Linked DNA regions of Mus musculus: region 1 is linked to region 2. The links are chromatin contacts, called in public Hi-C maps. All regions are on one chromosome and are shown on one strand. Each heading gives the region's core, a stretch centred on a gene start, on an enhancer-like site or on the middle of the called end of the contact. The rest is flanking DNA. Distances are from core to core; before and after follow the strand shown.

What was found. A called contact is a pair of places that touch in the nucleus more often than the background predicts.
Region 1: a Hi-C map of uterus shows a contact between it and region 2, with 1.5 times the contacts expected there. The contact joins two enhancer-like sites. A contact is called at or near these places in 8 of 39 promoter capture datasets (the 3T3-L1 cell line, 3T3-L1-derived adipocytes, the HPC-7 cell line and 5 more), 3 of 484 Hi-C or Micro-C datasets (the HPC-7 cell line, brain and uterus) and 1 of 115 datasets of contacts at active chromatin or transcription factors (embryonic stem cells).

The regions. Positions count from the first base shown.
Region 1 is chr16:77,635,281-77,637,980 of GRCm38.p6, forward strand. No RefSeq gene overlaps it. Among named protein-coding and RNA genes, the nearest start is that of Mir125b-2, 9.6 kb to the right of the region's middle. Within about 2 kb of position 1,396, at least 45 of the 459 cell types and tissues checked have an H3K27ac peak or open chromatin away from gene starts, as enhancers often do. A contact at or near this core is called in uterus, where this site is marked.
Region 2 is chr16:77,555,263-77,557,962 of GRCm38.p6, forward strand. It overlaps Mir99ahg (Mir99a and Mirlet7c-1 host gene (non-protein coding)), which reads left to right. Exons shown (of 5, transcript NR_015543.3): 5 at 660-2,700. Among named protein-coding and RNA genes, the nearest start is that of Mir99a, 42 kb to the right of the region's middle. Within about 2 kb of position 1,404, at least 2 of the 459 cell types and tissues checked have an H3K27ac peak or open chromatin away from gene starts, as enhancers often do. A contact at or near this core is called in uterus, where this site is marked.

The sequences.
Region 1 (2,700 bases), core at 146-2,645, 80 kb after region 2:
GGAGAAACCCTTGGTCATATGAAGGTTCAATTCCCCATTGTAGGGGATTGCCAGGGTGGGGAGGCAGGAGTGGGAAAACACTCTCATAGAAGCAGGGGGAAGGGGGATAACATTTGAAATGTAAATAAAGAAAATATCCAATAAAATGTAAAGAAAAAAGTTACTAACTTGATCAGAATAAATGAAAATGGACACACTATTCAGTAAGATAGTTAAACAATGAAAGTAACTTGGATACATATTTTATCCAAAGGAGAAAGTGACATATATTTGTGATTTCTTTGTATATTTTTTAGTACAATAGAAACAAGCTTGAGAATTCTGTGAGGAACACACTTTTATTTTTCCAAGTTGCATAAATGCTTGGTTTTTTGTTGTTGTGTTTTGGGATATTGGATCTATAACTGAGGACCCCATGACTGCTAACCAGAAACCATATCACTGAGCTATATGTCTGCAGGCCCACATGATGCGTGCATTCCTGTGAGGAAAATTGGTCATGAAATTGATCTTCTGATCATAATTTTAACATGGATATATTTTCTCTTCTGGGATTTAATTGGCTTTTACATTTATCCAGTCTTTGTGGCAGGCTCTTTCTTCAAAGGACTGACTGGTGTGTGTGTGTGTGTGTGTGTGTGTGTGTGTGTGTGTTTGTTTTGTGTGTGTGTGTTTTAGGAAGCAAGTGCTAGCTGTGTGCAGTTATGCACTTCTAAGATAAAACACCAATGGCTCTTGTTTTTGAGTTTCTCTTTGTGCCAGAGTTGCTTCCTTCCAAGAGCCCATGTGGAACACTTGTAATCCACTATTTGTTTCTTCCTGGACTCTGGCTCCTGCAGGGATTTACCTGCCTAGTTTGATGGAGATAGTCCATCCCTATTTTATTTCATATAGAATTTCTCATTTGTTTTACCTAAACAGAGACTGATAGTTAAACACAATTAGCCTTGAGATATTAGTAGGACAGTTTCTGGTATTGTGTCTGGTTTCTTTGCAGGATTTATTGGCGATGCTTCTGCACTTAACTTGGTATTTTAATATAACTCTTCAAATAGCAGTATGTCACAGGAAGTAAAAAGTTTTGAGAAAAGCTAAGCAAGTCGCTTGAAAGAAATGGATGTTTAACTGCTTAATCCAATTAGAGACTCTTAAGGTCTATATTGACAAAGATGACAATAGCCTTTATAAGCATTAATTTCATGACCCAAACACTCTGTAGAAGCGAATGTAGAATTTGTAGATCCTTCAGCAAATCCTCCCCGTTGGCTGAATTTATTTAAAGAGCTTTTCTGGTCACCTTTGAACCTCAATGATTTCTCCAGATGTACAGACGTGAACAATGTAAAAATCTTGCTGCTTCAGCAGAAATGATTCCAGCTGGCTGGGAACTGGATCTGCAAGTCATTGGTTACAGCTGTGTTTCGATTTATGTGATGGTTGAAAAAATACATTACCCGATTAGATGGCTAGAAAGAGGACTCTTTGTTTAGCCCTTGTGTGGGGACTGAAACTGTTTATGGTGCTGTTTTCTCCGCAGCCTTTGCAAAGTAAAGCTGGACAAATAGACTTATTCAATGCTCCTTAGAAATGCTGCATATTCAGCTTGAATTCTTTACTGGAGAAACTGTATCTTTTTTTTCTAATGCTGTCACCCACCGAATGTTTTAAAGGTCTAGCATTTAAAAGGAGCATTACATTTTCTGTGGTACTGCATACAGCGTTTAGTGATGAAAAGCAGTTTCCTTTGTTTAATATGTACTTTAAATGTGTCTTTGTCAGGCATGGGGGGGAATAGGAATATGCTTTCTCTTTAACTCAAGTTCTACAGTAGCATGGGATCTGAATCTAATTTCTAATTAAGATATTCACTTCTTATGAGCTCATTGCACATCGACAAGAAAGAAAGAAAGAAAGAAAGAAAGAAAGAAAGAAAGAAAGAAAGAGAAAGAGGGAAAGAAAGAAAGAAAGAGGGAAAGAAAGAAAGAAAGAAAGAAAGAAAGAAAGAAAGAAAGAAAGAAAGGAAGAAAGAAAGAAAGGAAGGAAGGAAGAAAGAAAGGAAGAAAGACAGGAAGGAAGAAAAAAGAAGAAAGAAGGAAGGAAAGAAGTGATTTCTAAGAAAGTATAATCAAGTATTTCTATGAGAGTTTTGAATTTGTGAATACTCTTTGTCATCTCAGGAAAGTTTACAGTGTTTATAGGGGTGTGGTTGGCAAATTATGTTATTTTCTCAATTCTTTCTCTGTATTTCTCTTCACACAGGGTCTTGCTAAGTTGTTTAGGTTGGCCCAGAATTCCCTTTGTAGCTCAGGTTGGCCTTTTAAATGTCTGCTCAGTCTACAAAATAGTTGGGCTAATAGGCCTGGGCCACATCACAGTTGGCTTAAAATTTAGGTTTGCCAAAAAGCAAAATGCAGATAATTCATGCAAACATACCTTGCTGAAGCAGCTAATATATTATGAGTAGATGTTTGCTTGTAGATTTTTTTCCAATGTAGTTGAGTCAATCCATTTAATTTAAAAACAACTTGTCAGAACCAACGACTTGTTTATAACTTAATCAGATATATGGAGAAAAAAAAACCACAGTGGCATTTTTAATTTTAACTTCCCAGGTGGCACCAACTTTTAGGATTAATCCAACATTCTTAAAAAAACAATTTTTATTATACTCATTGAATGCCTCTGTGTGTGTGGTAGGGT
Region 2 (2,700 bases), core at 154-2,653:
AAAAAGTTTTATGTCTGTGAATATTTAGTATTTTTAGATTTTTACATTTTATGTGTGTATTTTGCCTGCGTGTATGCATGTGCATCATATTCTTGGTGCCCAGGGAGATCCGAAGAGAGCATCAAATCTCCTAGAACAGGAGTTACAAATAGTTGTCCTGAACCACTCTGTGGTGTGGTGAGAACTGAGCCTGGACCTTCTGCAAGAACGAACGCTCTTACCCCGTGAACCATCTCTCCAGCCCCAAATCTGGAGTTGTTTAGTTTTTAATTTTGTTATTATAGTTATTTTGTTTCATTTTTATCAGTACTCCATGGTTTTCGTTTTTGCATGTCATCCTTCCAAGATGTCAAGTGTGAAGTATCGAAATTTGGCTAGTAAGGATGAACAGCTGAGTCGAAATGATTACGGATACCCTGTGACACACTAACCAGCCCCATCTACATAGGACATTTGTGTAATAATGTGCCTGCCTCCTTTGTCACCAGCAATGTTATTATGAGTAGGTGAAGTAGGAACCGAGGGTGCCTTGAAACAGTGTCTGGGTACCCAGGTTATTGAATACTAATATTAAATGTTGATACTGACTTTAAAGCTATCGGATCCTTGTATTTTCCCCACCTCCACGTCATGTCATCTCTTTTCCATTTCTTTCCCAGGTTATCCTGAATGGTCACTCAGACAACATTTTACTCAACTATAAAGGTAGGGGAAATCTTTTGATCATAAATTTATTTTAACAGTTTCAAAGTATCCTCAGTAGATATAGATAGGATTGATTCCATCCATTGTCGGTAATGTGCCATGATCGATTATCTCCCCTGAATTGCTAAACTTGAATTCGCACAATCAGTGTTTGTCAGTCCAAATGTTTTCTATACTGTTTGTTTTACTGTGGAAAACATTCTGCTACATATAAGTCATCATCTTCTATATTACTTTCTCCATGATTTTATAGTAACTTGACATACTATATACAATTTTCAAATATCAGGAACCTTCACATGTGTACTGATAAATGATAGACAGACAATATGTAGATACTTAGCATCTCTTATGCACAGTGGTTTTATATTTTTCTTGCTATTCTACAGCTAAAGATTTTAAGGAAATAGCTCAAATATCCAAAACACAAATCCTACTTGTGAATAATTTCACAATATAATGTTAATTTGAAAGGATATTTTTAGTATTTACTTTGCTTACAATTCCTGAAAATGCAGCCCTTTGCTTGCTTAGGGCGTACATGAAGATAAATTTAGAGATTCTACTCTAGTAACTACTTCTCTGCTAATAACTTAATTGTAGCTATTTCAAACCAAATTGGTTAATTGTGGTGAATCATGTGCAGCTTGCTCAGATGTAGGTCATTCCCCGCTCCCACACTCTAGGACCTCGTTTCTAATCCGGGACAGACTGCTTCTTGCCTAAAGAGAGAAAAACGGTGCAGATCACAGACCTTGGGTAAAACCAAAACAATAACGTAAAAATTAGCAGTGCACCACGGAATCAGAGTGTTCCCGTTCAGATGGGAAGGTAGGCTGCATTTATTTAGACCTGGGTTAATGATTTCTTAGCTTTGTTATGTTGTTGCTCTAAGATTCCTGGCCACCAAATCATGGCCTGGAGGAGGATGTTTCCCCATCTGTAGAGTACATGGGGTAACGTAATTCTTGGCAATGGAAATGAAGAGCAACTTAAATAAACCAAAAGAAGTTGAGGCCTGTAAAATGACTTCTGATGCTCCTTTGGAAGATACGGTGCTGGTTCATTTGGTGCTCTCAATGAATGATGGAGGAGTTGATCCCAAAATATGACATGCAGCTCCTGGTGAGACCATCAGAAGGGTTGATGGGAGGAGACCGTGTGCAACTCATGCTGAGGCCATCTTGATGAGGTGGTCATGGCAGCTACAGAGCTGTCTCTTTATTTCTGCTGGGTGCAGATCTAGTCTGTAGGCATCTTTGTAGAATATGGGTTGTATTATTTCTGATGAGTAGGCAAGGTCTTACGATTCCACTCAGACTTTATACATGTCGTCCATTGTATTGAAAACTCCTGATTTAGATTGTTTCACTCACTGGCTTTCATCTTCATGTGATGTTGCTGACGTTTCTGATATGTTGAAACAATAAGTACCTAAGTCTTGCTGCTAATTGACTAAAAGCTCCTTTTATGATTTAATTCTCAGAAATTAAAAATTCTGCAATTATGTGAGTTTTTAAATCATACCTTCATTGGAATTTTAGTATTCTAGGACCTGAATAGGAGGCCGATGTAACTCAGTAGTCAAATATTTTTCAAGCAGGCTTTGGGTTCAATTCTCAGCTATAAAAAAAGAATCATTTATGACTATAGATAATTTAATCATCACTATGGATACTTTTAAAATATTAGCAAGCAGTAATACATAAAAATCAATTTTTTCTGTAAACTAAGAAAAAGGGATTATTATTTTTAATATTTAGCATGATGAACTAGATTTTAAAATCTATTTTTAAAGAAAATAGATTATGCATATTTTCACCTCTAATACAAACCCTTGTTTTATGAATCATTTAATTATAATATAGAGAATTATACTATACAATAGGTGACATTTCCCCAAAAAGTTATCTTACTAACATTTGATTATTTCAGTCTTTCTTCATGTCCATAAACAACAATATTAATAAAGGCAAATGATACTTTTATAGTGTT